Linked DNA regions of Mus musculus: region 2 is linked to region 1. The links are chromatin contacts, called in public Hi-C maps. All regions are on one chromosome and are shown on one strand. The core of a region is the stretch at or near the end of the contact, and the rest is flanking DNA. Distances in the headings are between cores, read along the strand shown. Region 1 overlaps Nfatc2 (nuclear factor of activated T cells, cytoplasmic, calcineurin dependent 2). Region 2 has its middle 13 kb from the start of Mir7004.

Region 1 (7,199 bases), core at 4,464-6,963:
ATGCGTCCCCTTCTAGGCCTTTCTCTGGGTACAGAGATCCACATTTGGGGGGGGGGTTGTGTTTTAACATATCATTTCATCTAATGATATAGCATGACTAGTCTCTCGAGTCAGTGGGTCTTGTTTCATGAGGCACCAAAATGGCTGTGGAGAGCCGAAGCTTCCTAACAGGATGGCCAGAGAAGAAATGACTGTCACAGCAGATCCACTGGGCATACCGACCCCACCAGGGCCCCGGCTCAGCCACACAGCACGTGCAGAGCCAGCGTGTAGCTGAAACCTGTACTACTGCCCAGTGCATCAAGAGAGGATGAGCGTCCACACTGGCAGCCCGAGGAAAGAGCCATGCTCAAGTTCAAAGTCCTCCATCAAAGGCCTTCCTTCCTATTGCTTTTGCGGGGCCATCAAGCTGAGAAGTCCCAGCCGGCACTGGTGTAAGTCGAGGACCACATCTGTGCTGGGAGCTGGGTGACTCAGCCCTGAAGCGTGGGGTTGATTTCCAAGCTGGCGACTGGCCAAAGGAACTGTTTTGAATTTGCCTCAAATCAAACGTGAACAATGTTAAGTAGCATTTGTGTGTGTGTTGAATCTGGACTATTAGGAAAAGGGTATCGTCCTCAAAGCTTGCACGCTGGAAGAGAGGCCCCCGCGGTTGTTTTATGGCAGTCCTCAGCCCCGGGACATGTGTGCAGGAGACTTTTACCAACACAGACCGACCCCAGCTCTGAGTGTCATTTTGGGTATAGAAGTGACAGCTAATATCTGCCACCCTGGCCCCAATCCACCCTCTACTCACATGCATACACTGGAGCAGACAGACAGACATACCCCCCCCCCCCACACACACACACACACACACACACGACACTCTCTTCCCTACTCCCCGACAAGCATACTCAATCAGTAAACACTACTCTATTTCAATGAAGCCCCCTCTGCTTCACTTCCATTGGATCACCGCAGAGCCCCGCCCATCTAATTTCCTAAATACCACTCAAATCTGCCACCTGGTTCTCAGATCAAAGAAACTGCCTGGCTGCCTTCCTTTCATTTCATCTACCACAAGATAGTGGCTAAAATGACCTCCACTACCTTTGGCCAGAGCCTGCCACTCTTCCACTTGGATCCCTCAAGAACAGACGTCCCACTCCCATCAAAAACCAAAGTCCTTGGCTGAGGAGACCCACAGTCTCGCTGAACAAGTGTGACGACCTGCATTTAATACCAAGAATTCACAGTTTGAAAAAGCAGGTGTGGTGATAGGGAGTCCATGTGACCCTGATGCTGGAGAGGGAGAGATGGACAGATCCCGGGATACTCTGGCCAGCCCACTTAGCTTAATCAGCAAGTTCCAGGCCAATGAAAGAGCCTGTCTCAAACAACACAGTAGCTGACTCTTGAAGGGTATTGCTTAATTTTATCCTCGGGTTTAAATGCTCACCTGCCCACACAGGAACACACACACACACACACACACACACACACACCATACATACATACCACACACACACACCATACACATATACCATATACATACATCATACATACACACACATACCATACACATACATCATACATACACACACACACACACACACACACACACACACACACACACACACACTCAGGATTGGGGCAAAGTCTCCATTGTGATTCACGGTCATGTGAAACCCTCTTCCCCATATTCTCCCTCCTTCCATACAGCCACAGTGATCTTGAAACAAGCTGGGCACATGCTCGCCCAGGACCTCTATGCTAACCTCCCCTACTGCTGCAGTGGCTGTCCCTACAAACACACTGCTCTCAACCCCACCCCACGGGGCACCGCACCCTCAGCGGCACTCTCTACCCACCTGCTTGGCGTCACCTCACCTACCACCCACCTGCATCCATCACCACCCCAAATGACAGGGTGTGTTCACTGCATCTCCTTGCCTCCCCCACTAGGACACTGTCTCCAAGGGTGGCAGCTTAGCTGTCCTGTCTCATCCTTCGCCACAGCTTGCCCAAGGTCTGGAACACCCCCTCAGAGCTCAGGTGTGGCCAGAGTAGCAGGTGGGGGCAGGTGGGAGCCAGCAGCTGCCGCCTCCCCAGCCCTTCCTTTAACATAAAAGATAACTGCCCCGGCTACAGCGACCATTGTATCCCACAATGCATCTCACTCAGCACGGGCAGGACCAGGCTGGTTGGACAGCTGGTACCTGCCCTGCCCTGTTCCCAGCAGGGGTGACAGCATGTCCAGAGTACAATGAAAACAGGAACCGTTCCCATCTCCAATGCACAATGAGTACCACAGACCATGGACATGCTGAGGCTGGCCGGAAACCCCAGAGCCTGGGGGTGGGGGGCCGGAAAGGATACATTTTGATACATTTTGAAATATACCAGGAAAGTGATTAAGAGAACAAGAGAGTAGGCTTGGGCTCAGAAACAGCCCATGTCAGTTTCTCTTCATATTCTAAATTAAGAGTCAAGTCTTTCTACATTTCTCACACTAGCGGAAATTAGAAGCAGACTCCAGTGCACAGTGAACACGGGCGGGGGCTAGCAGCCCAAGGCGGCAAGATTCGCTTCCAATCACCACAGTCATGAAGAGTGGAGACTCTGAGCCGGGTATATGAGCTTTGTGGAGCGCAGGCCAGAGGTAGATCCCTTGCCCCACTGCACACAGCTCCCAGGGGCCTCTGGATGCAGTCCTCGGGTTGGGGACACACCTCTACACTTCCCTCCAGCCTCCTCTTAACCAGCTGTCCTCCAGGCCAAGAGGTGGTTTAGTTTGCACACCTTCTGGAAAGCAATCTCTGGGTGCCCTTGCGTTTGTGTTCCTTAAAGCCAGACCCATCCTTTTTTTTTTTTTTTTAAGATTTATTTATTTATTATATGTTAAGTACACTGCAGCTGTCTTCAGACACTTTTTTTTTTCTTCTCACTCTGGCCCCATTGCCTTGCTGTAGCTGTCTTCAGACATCCCAGAAGAGGGTATCAGATCTCATTACGGATGGTTGTGAGCCATCATGTAGTTTCTGGGATTTGAGCTCACAACCTTCGGAAGAGCAGTCGGGGCTCTTAACCGCTGAGCCATCTCTCCAGCCCCAGCCCCATCCTTTTGCTGGCTGCTTTCTATATTTCTCCTTGTCTAAGAGCCTGCAGGGTCCATGAAGCGGTGACTTGTGGATCATCTGGGTCAGTTTACTGCCAAGCCTCAGTTTCTCCATCTGTGAACTGGGCTGACGAAAGGGCTCAGAGAAGAGGAGCTGGTGAGGTTTGTGGGAAGCTCCTAACTGACACTCAACGCATGTGACACTCTGTTCAAATTTCTCTTCCACTGATGGCTGGGAGATGTTGGGCTAGCTGTCAAATTTCCTCTCCCCGGGTCTCTGTAAACTTGAAGATTGTCCCTCAGTTCTGAAACACAATGCTATTCAGGGACATATGGAAGAAAAATCTAAGACCTGTGTGCAGCCTGTAGAAGCTTGTATGGCCCCGTCTGGCCTGCCATCCTTCAGCCTCTCCCCCCCCCCCCCCAAGTCCTGGTCCGTCCTCGTGACTTCTTTGCTGCTCCTTAAACAGTTTCCCTAACCTTGGGGGCTTTGTTCAGTTCTCCCCCACAGCCCTCTGTCCTCCTCCTCCTCTGGGTCTTCCTGTAGCTGTCACCACCCCACATCTCCATCTTCCAGGAGCCACGCAAATGCAGAGATTCCTTGTTTTCTTTCTGTTGCTGTGATAAAATACTCCGACCCAATGCGGCACAGGGGAGGAAAGGGCTCACTGGCTTATGTAGTCCACCACTGAGGGAAGTCAAGACAGGAGCCTGAAGGCAGGACCCCGCCAGCTGTTCCACAAAGTGTTACATCTGTCCAAGGAGTGCTCATTCACTCACAGCCAAGGAAGCGCAGCAGAAATCACGGAGGGCGCTGCTTGCTGGCCCACGGGCCTGCTTCTGCTCGGCCAGCTTTCTTAAACAGCTCAGGACCACCTGCCAGGGAATGGTGCCACCGTCGGTGGGCTGGGTCCTCCTGTCTAGATCAATATCAAGGCAATCTCCAACAGATACACCCACAGGCCAGTCTGATCTAGGCAAGTCCACAACAGAGGCTGTCCTTCTCAGATGACCGGAAGCTGTGTCCAGTTACCAGCTAAAGCTGACCAGAGCACAGGGCCGTCTCTGAGGAACCTGGTGAAAGCAGAGGGTCTTGACATCACAGGGCTTAGTCCATTCCTGGCAGCAGCAACTTTTAATGATGCGTTCAATTACTTCCACGGGATAACACTTGTCCAGCTCTGCCCTGGTGCCTTGGGTGGCACCTGGCACACATAGATATGCCCTACAAAACTGCTGAAGGCCTGAGCAGACAGACCCTCTGTGGAATGTGATGGCTATTCTTGACTAATACAGGGAGTGACTCATCTTCCCAAAGTGCTGTGAAGAGGTTTATTCATGTCTGGGAGAGTCCCCACGTTTGCAGACTCCCTAACTAAATTCCCTGCTCTTTTGGACCAATCTGCAGGAATGTGTCTCTCTGTCTCCCTGTGAAAGAGACATATCATACCAAGCCAGTTATACCAGGAGTCGGGAGAGGAGTCAGACTTACGGCTGGAAAAATGAAGTTTACAACCTTGAGCCTGAGTCAAAAAAGACAGCAATTTGGCAGTGCCATGGAGGTGGTGAGAGAAAGTGGGGGGGGGGGGAGCCAGGCCCACAGCCCACACTGTCACCAGAAGGCCAGGTAGGTGGGGATGTTCCCTTCAAACGCAGCCCTCTGGTAGTCTCTTGTGCAGGATCCTGACCTGACACTGAAGGACAAGGTGACAACTGTCTACACATTCCCTGGAGGGGAAACTGAGGGATGAAGAGAGCTTTCAGGAACCCCATGAAAGCCAGGCATGGTGCCCCATGCCCACAATCCCAGCACTCTGGAAAGCCAAAGCGGGAGTTCAAAAGCAACTCAGGCTACACAGCCAAACCTGTTCTCAGCACATTTACCCTTCAAAAAACCCAAAAAACAAAAAAGAACACCCATACAATTATTTGAACATGCTCCAAGGAGAAAGGTTAATTTCCTGCAGGGGAACCCGTGGCAGCTCTGTATCCCCAACCCCAATAACACAGCCCCTCCCAACTCCACGTAAACACTTCACCAAAGATGGGACATCCTGGGGGGGGGGGCAGCATAAGAGCTGGCCTCTCGTGTTTCATTGCATCGAAAGCTGGAAGACTCTTCTCAGACTGCTGGAGTAGCAGAGGGCAGGACTCGTGAAATGCAAGCCAGGTTGAGCCAGCTGGCACCCTACCATGCTAAGGTGAGATGTCCCCATCCTTTGCCCTCTCCCCCCCCCCAAAAAAAAGGCCAGGCAGGTCTCTCTGGAGCTGGACCAAGAATTCTGACTCATTTTTGCCACAGGAGAGAAAGAAAGAAAAAGAAAGAGGTGGACACGATGTGTAACTTTCTGTACTCTATTTTGGGATTTTTAAAGATCCAATTTCTTGGGTTGCAAAGGGTGGGTTTTTGGAGGGCTCTGCACAAGGCACAGGTCTCCGGAGCTGGCTAGACAGGCTGAGACGCTTGCGTCGCAGACCTGGCAAGGCGGGGCCACTGGAAGATCAACAGATCGCATCAGCCTGAAACAAGGAGCTAGTTCTTATAAGGCCTTGTGGCCTGGCATTCATTCACCAGGGATGGAGGCTGGGGGCTGGCCGGTGTGAGTCACCACTCCACTGGAGGCAGCTCGGTTCATTCACTCCTTCCTCCATTCAACAGAGACCAACCAGCACCGAGGGGAAGGGACGGCTGCCCTGCGGGGTGATTCACATGGCGTTTTGGGGTGGAAAGCACTTCAGTCTGCTTAATGCTAAGTAAGATTCATGCTCCTCTGTGGCCAGGGAAGTCCACAGCAAAGGGGCTGACAAGTCCCTAACCCCCTAGCCCAAGGTGACCACAAGGTGAGACAGGCAAAGGGTTGCTTTTCCACAAGAAACCACTCCTTAGAAATCTGCAGGATCCCTTCCCCAATGCATTTTGCAACAATGTAGCATCCAAGATCCAGCGTTCCGCATCGAGGAATACATTGAAGCCATGGCAGCTGGGAACAGTGGATTATCACATCTCTGTTTAGGATCTAGGATTCTCAGCCTCATCATTGGGGACTGATCACCCCCTGTTGTGGTCCCCAGGCCCAAGTTTGGCAGCAGCACACACTTCTTGATACATTAGATGCCAATGAGCCTTCCCCAACTATGATAAACAAAATATCTCAAGATGCTGCCAAATGTCCTCTGGGGCACAAAGTCATCCTAGTGAGGGCGAATACGTAAAGATGACTCTGTTAGAGCAACAGCCCTGGTCCAATGGCAGGCAGAGACCTTGTGCTACTCCATGGCCTACCTGACTTTGATACCCTATCACTGTCCTATCCTGCTGCACGGACCCTGCTGAGAATTGCTCTGCCTCTTTCCATGCCTCCATCCTCAAGAGAGTTTTCACAGCCTCCAGTGGGATCTTCTTAAAGTCAATGAGAGTATATGATTCCCTACTTAAAACTGGCCACATGGCTGTCTGGTGAATAGAGAACCAATTAGAATCCCATGCTCTGCGGAACCTTGCTAGCTCCGCCTCTCTCTCCAGCTCTGCCCACCCTTGTTCCTTTCTTATCCAGTTCAAAGCCAGCCATATCCACCTCTCGGCTATTTCTAAAACACCCTTGTTCCCCTGCCTCAGGACCTTTGCACCTACAATGCCTACTATCTGGAAGATGCCTGCCTGGACTGACCCCAATCAGATTTCTTGTAATCATTCAAATACCTCCCCTAAATGGGCACATCCCCAGAGTCCCCAAGAGAAATGTTTTCTAAAAGTCTGCAGTGAACATACACTACCACACTGCTCCTTGTCATAAGAAAAATCTGAAAAGCATCTCGGGCACCTCGCTGGTTCTTGAGTGCCAACCTCAAGAGACTCCATCCTTATGCTGTGTCTCCTCAGCCCGGCTCCACCTACAAAGCACAGAGGTAAGAATTCTTTCCTATGTGGGATTTATAGATGAAGGAGCCAGGGCTCGGCTTGGTTTCTTCCTTGACTAGCACACTATGGTGGCCAGGGAGAGACTGTGCTCACTACAGAGAAAGCAGGGGTTTGGGGACATACTCTTACACACAGAGGAAACTCTCAAAGGTCCCAGTGGTTGTCCATCACCAGGGTCTT
Region 2 (7,523 bases), core at 3,495-5,994, 79 kb after region 1:
CTGCCATGATGATGATGATGATAGACCAAGTTTCTGAGGCTGTAAGCGAGCCCCCAGTTGAATGCTTTCCTCTGTAAGTTGCCTTGGTCATGGTACCTCTTCACAGCCATACAACAGTGAGTAAGACAGTTTCTAATGACAATCCAAGCCTGCACTATTCCCATGGACTTCCTAACCCCAGCCTCCTCTTAGATAAGAAGTATTCTAGGTCATTTCTGTTGCTGTGATAAAATACCTTAGCAAAAGGCAACAAGGAAGAGAAAGGGTTTGCTTGTCTGACAATTCCAGGTCACAGTCCATCACTGAGGGGAGGCTAAGACAGGAACTCAAGCAGCTAGCCACAGTCAAGAGCAGAGGAAAATGGGGTGCCCTCATACCACCCGATTGCTTGTGTTTTACTAAATTGGCTTTCTCCACTCTTACATAGTTCAGAGCCTGCTGCCTAGGGAATGTGCCGCCCATAATGGACTGGGTCTTTCCATATTAATTAACAATCAAAACAACCCCCCATAGACTTGCCCACGGGTCAACCTGGTCTGAACAGTCTCTGGGCAAACCTCTCTTGCAGGTGGTTCTAGATTGTGGAGAATTGACAGCTAAGACTAACCAGCGCAGGGAACAGGTCCCATCTGATTTGTGTTGTTAGGGAATTTTTTATGACGTCAGGTATCTTCCTCTTGGTTGTGCCTTCTTAGTACTATATGAACCCTCAGGGTTTGCTCATCTACAGTGGGGCTTGGCATACCTGCCCTGTGAGATGCAGGTGTATGTGGGGTGTGACATGGGACAGAAAGGCAGAAACCCCACTCAAGCTCCTGAGTCCCCCAGGTCCTGTTCTCTGCTCCACGATGTAACGCCTGCATTGCATGATTTAAAGTAGTTGCATGGTTTCCTGCTGTGTATATTTCACCAGACTTTATAAAACACTGAACTAAGCAAAGGAATAGCCTTCTGGTGTCAGGAAGGCTTGCTGAGTTCCTGCTCTGGGTCAGATCCTAGCAGCTAAAGGACAGTCTGGGATCTAGTTCCCCTTCCCTCCTCCCCCAGGGACTCCAGAAGCAGAAGTCAGAGACAAAGCTACCGTCCCCATGTGGACACCAGCCAATCCCTCCCCATCTCGTCTCCCAAGCTTTGGAATTTATTAAACTCAAGCAAATTCTGCCTTCTGTTTTATTAATGAATGTTTTAATGTAAAAAGAAAAAAAAAACTTTGAAATCATTTTCCAGTTTGATTGCTTCCATGCGGTCTCTCCCAAAACCCTGAGCACACAGATTCCTGGACAGGCAACTTTACTTTCTCTGTGGTCACACAGACCTCAGCCCTACAGGGGACTGTGACCCAGCTGGGTGCCCAGCCAGCCCGGCACACCCCAGGTGACATGCACACAGAGGTGAGGCATTGTCTGCCTTGGAGCAAAGACTCTAGGCCACAGGCCTGATAACCTACAACGATCAAGGCAGATGATGTCTAGAGTGCCAGGCAGGGGCCAGTTTTGACAAGGATCACAGAGCTTTAGGTGCAGGCTGGGGGTGGGGGTGCGGGTAGGGGTGGGGTTGTGATAGCAATGTCTCTGCCTACCCACTAAAGATGCCTGTGAAAAGAACCTTGCCATGTCTGCACCCCCAGCCTCGTCACCTCATTGCTGACTCTTAGAACTGGTGAGGAACTAAAGCTCAGAGAGGTTAGGCAACTGGCCCCAGGTCACTCAGAGAGAAAGTCAAGGGACTAGCATTCTAACTGGGGTTATATCAAGCCCACCTGGCCTCTGACCCCCAATGCCAGTGCGCCTTCAGTGTGACAATGATTTCCTTTATGCCTCTGCTCCATCTATCTAAGAAGTGTTGTGCTATGTGTGTCTGGGGATGGGGGGGCATACGTGTGTGCCTAAGCACACACATTCACATGGGTGACCATAGCAACATTGGTGTCTTCCACAAAAGCTCTCCTCCTTGTTCTCATGAGACAGGGTCTCTCCCTTAATCTGAAGATTGCTGATTCTCCTAGGCTGGCTGGCAACGAGGCCTGGAGCTGCCATCCTCCGCCCTCCCCCAGAGGTTGCTCGAGGTCCGGGGCTGGTGTGCATAGTTCTTAGCAGGGTTCTGGGGAATCCAAACGCAGGTCTCGTAGTGTGCACAGCAATCACTTTACAGACTGAGTCGGCTCCCCTGCTCCTGCAGGCCTTTGGCTGCCTCTCCTTCCACCCAGGCTGCCCTAGCAGAGCAGAGGCTCCGTGGCTCTGTGTGTGCTGGCCCAGCTCTTGGAGGCCCTGGGCCATTTTCTCTAATGCGCCTGCTGCTGATGAGCCGCCTGACAATATTATGCTAAGTTATGTGCATACAAAGTGGCATCTTAGATTCTAATTACCAGCAGCATCTTTGAAGGATTCCTGCTTCATTTCCAGAGCAATCACCCACCTCAGTGTCTCTGGCTGATGAGCTGTTCGGGGGCCAACTGCCTGCCTGGCCCAGCCCCGTTGGAATCCGCAGGGCTCTGGGTGTCATTAGCGGCTCCGATTTGCCTCTCTACAAATCTGTTTCATATATAAGGACAAACGAGGACACATTCTTGCCCGTCTTTAGGACACTTGCTGCATTCTTCCCGAAGCCGGCTCTTCTTTCTTCAGGGGAGGGGGGTGGGTAATCTGAATGCGGCCTGGGCGCCGCAGTTCTGACTGCACAAGGCTTTGCCTTCGAAACTTGACCCAAAGGAGCACACTAGGGACAGGGACACACTCGGTGGGGGTTTCCTCTGCATGTTCTTCCTATATGCCATGTTTAGTTCCAAGAGGCTGATCAGCTCTGCATCAGAACTTGAGAAAGAAGCCACCTCAGCCGCCAGCCATCTAGGCCGAGCAAGGCTCTTTCATGTATGCCTAGAAAGCAAGCACATGTCTCATCCAAACTCTCCATTTCATAGTCAACTGGGCTGACATGCAACACCTGGTCTGGGCAGGACAGCCTGCAGAGGGTCTCATGTGAGGCCCCCTGGTTAGGGGTAGAGGTGGGACAAGGAGGGAAGAAGAACAGGACACAGCTCAAGTGCAGAACGCTATGTCTAACGCTATAGACCTCCTCGGCCTGGAGGCCAAGTTCTACATCTCAGCTCTCCTCCCGTGAGCCTTTCCAACATGCCTCGTGCTTCCTACCCCAGGGCCTTTACACATCACTGCTGGAACACTCTTCCCTTCTTTCCAGGTCCAGGTAGCTGATTTCCAGCCTCTCTCTGCCCCTCATCACCTCCCATCCATTACAGTTCCCCTAGATCTGTCTTCTTTATCAACCTCATCTCCACCAGGTACTGGAATTGTATCTGTTGGTGGACTGCATGCCACACACACACACACACACACACACACACACACACACACACACACAGAGAGAGAGAGAGAGAGAGAGAGAGAGAGAAGAGAGAGAGAAATGGTGTCATTCCTCCAAGAACAGGATTAGTGTTTCCTCACACACAGTAGGTACTCTGTCTCCACAGGGTAGAAAAAAATAGTACCCAAACTTCAGCATAATCTATCCACCCTCCGCCCCTCCTCCACTTTCTTTATGCTGGACTTCCCAGTCTTTCTCAAAGGAAAGACCCCCCAGGTTGATGGCCCAACAGAGACAATCTAATCTCTCTCTCTTCATTCTCCTCTGAACTCAGAACGTCAAGTTCTCCATATGGACAGACAGAGCCCATAGCCACACGCAAAGAAAGGGACCTGGCTTGTGCCCAAGCCCAGGTCGTGGGTGACTTCATGGTGACTCAGTTACCCTGGCTTCTAGGGGAGTCTGTTTCAGACTCAAACCTCACCGTGTAAGAGAGGGTGGAGCTCTGCCCTGGCATCCAGGCCAGCAGGCAACAGTCGGTAAAGATGTATGGAACAGGTCACTCATAAAAGAGGGGGGCAGGGCGGGGAGAAACCCCAGCGCTGGGCTTTGGAGGAAACCCGATCTGGTACTTCGTGATCCTCCAAAAATTCACCAGCCCCCCAAAGTGCTGAAGCTGCCCCTCCAACCGCAGCCACATGGGGATGAAACCAAATCCCATGGAAAGATTTGGAAAAAAAAAAATTATGCAATGTTTGGGTGAAAAAAAAAAAAAAGGCGGGGAAGTAAGAGGAGGTATCAGGGAAGGGGGGAAAAATAACCAACTCAACTTTTTCCCAGAGCCCAACAGGGTTATTTCTGTCTTTTAATGATAGATTCCCCATGGCTTCTAGGGTAGTTTGGAGAGGCACGAAGGCGGGGCCCGCTAGGTTATGTAACCCATTTAAAGTCGGAAATTAGCAAGGCCTGAATGAATCCTGTTACTGTATTCCGACTTCTGGAAAGCCTGGAGCCCGACAGTTCTATTTTGAGGTGAACCAATCCATCACTCCCAGGTCACCTCACAAACACCACCAGGCCGCCTGTCACCCTGCAAAGTTTCATAACAAAAACAGCTGAAGTGCTCAGGGTATCGGAACATTGTGTCTCTAAACCAAATCACCCCAACAGGGAGTTGGCATGGCTGCCAGATGCCGGTGGCTCAAAAATGCAAATAGTTAATACCAAATTAATATTCATCGCCCGTACCCTCCCCTCTGCTTCCCGGCCATGGATTTTTTTAAAACATTATTAAGCACAGCAAAATAGTCTATATATCAACACGAAAAGAAATGTCTGTCTTTAACACTGCCTTGGGCCACGAAATAAACTCTGGAGGCCTGAAGGAAACTTGGGCAGCTCTAAGCAGGGCACCCATGACTTTCAGTCCTCGTGTGCCCCCTGGTGGCTGAGATGTGCAGGGGCGGCCAGGACAATATATCTCCTGGCAAGGGGGCCCTGAACTTCCCACCTGAGGTGCATGGGACCACTTTGCCCAGGGCATTGCTGCTGGTGCCAACAGCTAAGTCACCATTTTTTATCTGACACACGATGAAGAAAGTCCTTCCTGGGACCACACTGCTGACTAGACTGGCCAGCTGGATATTAGAACGTGCTTCCACACACAGGCCATTTTACAGGGTTATACAGGTGGCAAACGGGCATGGGCTCATTAGGCTGTGCAAGTTCTTTGTCATTGGTGGTCACATCTTAGTATGGGGTTCCCTGTGCACCCAGACCTCTGCCCACTGGGAGCCAGAAACTACTGAGTCACTGGAAGATAGCTTCTGACAATGTCACACATCTCCCAGGGACACAGTCTCCTCTGACTTAAGGCTCGATACGCTAAGGAGATACCAAATTCTTTGTTTTTAAACCTCCCGTGTACAAAGACAGAAGTGTGTTCCTGATGCTTCCATCCTCTGACTGAAAACAAAGAGAAACAGAAAACCTTTCGTGTCGCCTGTTCAAACGTGACGCTTCGGGCTTTTTTTTCATTTTTATCCATCAGGTTTGAAATCTGACATGTCACACAGTGAATCATGGTGTAGGGTAAGAATGGATGTGCACGGAGCATGGTGGCACATGCCTTTGATCCTAGCACCAGGGAGGCAGAAGAGGATGGGTTTCTGTGAGTTCAAGGCCAGCCAGGGCTATAAAGAGAAACCCTGTCCTAAATAAGCAAATAAATAAATAAAGCAAGGAAGCATTTGAGCATGTGCAGGTGCGTGTGTATGTGTGCACCTGTGTGTGCACCTGTGTGCACACCTGTGGGTGCAGGCCAGGAGCTCATGTCGACGGCCTCCCTCCCTGTTTTCACTTTATTTTTGAGACAAGGTCTCTCACTGAACCTGGAGCTGATTCAGACTGGATGGCCAGTGAGTCCCAGTGATCTCTCTCTCTCTCTCTCTCTCTCTCTCTCTCTCTCTCTCTCTCTCTGTGTGTGTGTGTGTGTGTGTGTGTGTGTGTCTCCCCCTCCCTCCCTCCCCGCCCCCACCCCATCCCCAGCTCGGCTATGGATCTATGGATGTGTACAACTATCTGGCTTTTACGTGGGCTCCTGGGATCTGAACTCAGGTCCTCAAACTTTCACAGCAGCTGTGTCCCTAGCACCCCAAACAACCTTTAACTGGGAAGTTATTCATGCTTGTTTTGCCCTGAGAGAGGCACACAACAGAAGCATGGTCGGACCTCCCTTGTGTTTCACCACCCATCATACATTAAAGGGACCCCCAAAGGCAGAGAGAACACAGCTTTATTGGCCAGCAGTAACAGACCACGCTGGTAAACAAAGAGAGGGATCGCCCAGAAACTAAGCCAATCACAGGTGTCACCACAGAACCAAGAATTCGAAGCATCTGGACATTCCTGCTAAATAAATGAAAACGTGCTGTGCCCACGTGTCTCTACTCTGATCAGAAAGTCATGTCCCGGTGAGCACCTAGCTCACCCACACACACGGCAGCCCACCAAGGAAGGAATGAGGTTCCCGGGTGAGTGAGCCTGTGGACCCCAATCTCACTGCCGCTAGTCTAAGTACCACATGCCCACCTCACCCACAAACACAGCAGTCACTGACACAGCCCCGCCTGCACTGAGGAACCTGTCTGAGCACATGGGGACAGCGGGGTGGGGTGGAGTAGCCAGCTAGGAGAGGGCCCCATGACGTGACCGTTGCAGGTCTGCGGGCTCTAGGTTGGAGTGGCAGTATCTGTCCACAGTGATTCCCCACCCCCTCCTGAAGACATGGATGCAAGTGCTGAAAAGAGAAACAAGGCACACTGTGTCTATAAAGCGCCTTCTTTTCTTCCCCAAGTGTGAAGAGGCCTGAGGGAGATGGGTCTGTTTGCATGTGCGTGGGGCGCGCACGCTTTTGCATGTTTGTGTAGAAGCCAGAGATCAGCCTCCATGCTGTCCCCTGAGCTTTTAGAGGCAGAGTCTCTCACTGGGACCTGAAACTTGACCACTGGTTTAGTCTGGCTGGCCAGAGAAGCCTGGGGATCCTGTTGTCTCCAGTGACATCACCACGCCTGAGTTCTGGGCCAAGGCTCAGACTCAGGTCCTCACGCTGACCTGCCTCTTCCCCAACCAGAGAGTTGGGATTTCAAAGGAATGAAAAGCAAGGATTTTGGAAATGGCACTGTTTTTCCAGAGGACCCGAGTTTGGTTCCCAGCACCCTGTATCCAACTTCAAGGGACTCAGTAGCTCTGGCCTCTTCCAAGTACTTACTTACATACATACATATATATATATATATATACACATACATACACAATTAATAATGGGGAAAGAAATCAAATATTTCTGTAAACACTGGGAATGGTATCACTGACCTACTCGAGACAAATGCCAAAAACAGTTTAAAAAAAACAATAGCTATGGGTCTTTGCATGTATGTGCATATGTGTGCATGTATGTGTGCTTATGTGTGCGTGCATGTATGTTTGTATGTGGAGGTCACGGGACAACTTTTAGGAGTTGTTTCCTTCCTTCCACAGTGTGGGTCCCAGGGATCAAACTCGGGGTGTCAGGCTTGGTTGGAGGCACCTTTCACCCACTGAACCATCTTGCTGGCACGGTAGATATCCTTGCTAAACAGAATGAAGCAGCGGATGTGTAGACTTGAGATTTTTGGCAAGAGTTTAAGATGCTGTCCTTGAAGGGG

Evidence for each region. Hi-C and Micro-C count contacts between places; a contact is called where the count stands out from the background.
Region 2: a Hi-C map of the C2C12 cell line shows a contact between it and region 1, with 2.7 times the contacts expected there. The contact joins two enhancer-like sites. A contact is called at or near these places in 16 of 484 Hi-C or Micro-C datasets (the C2C12 cell line, CD4 single positive thymocytes, CD8 T cells and 11 more), 7 of 115 datasets of contacts at active chromatin or transcription factors (the NIH/3T3 cell line, Th17 cells, astrocytes and 4 more) and 3 of 9 other capture datasets (adipose tissue, liver and pancreatic islet).

Annotation. Positions count from the first base shown.
Region 1 is chr2:168,543,853-168,551,051 of GRCm38.p6, forward strand. All of the region lies in intron 3 of Nfatc2 (nuclear factor of activated T cells, cytoplasmic, calcineurin dependent 2), which reads right to left. Among named protein-coding and RNA genes, the nearest start is that of Nfatc2, 43 kb to the right of the region's middle. Within about 2 kb of position 5,714, at least 87 of the 459 cell types and tissues checked have an H3K27ac peak or open chromatin away from gene starts, as enhancers often do. A contact at or near this core is called in the C2C12 cell line, embryonic fibroblasts, muscle stem cells and 1 more, where this site is marked.
Region 2 is chr2:168,624,242-168,631,764 of GRCm38.p6, forward strand. No RefSeq gene overlaps it. Among named protein-coding and RNA genes, the nearest start is that of Mir7004, 13 kb to the right of the region's middle. Within about 2 kb of position 4,745, at least 43 of the 459 cell types and tissues checked have an H3K27ac peak or open chromatin away from gene starts, as enhancers often do. A contact at or near this core is called in the C2C12 cell line, embryonic fibroblasts, muscle stem cells and 1 more, where this site is marked.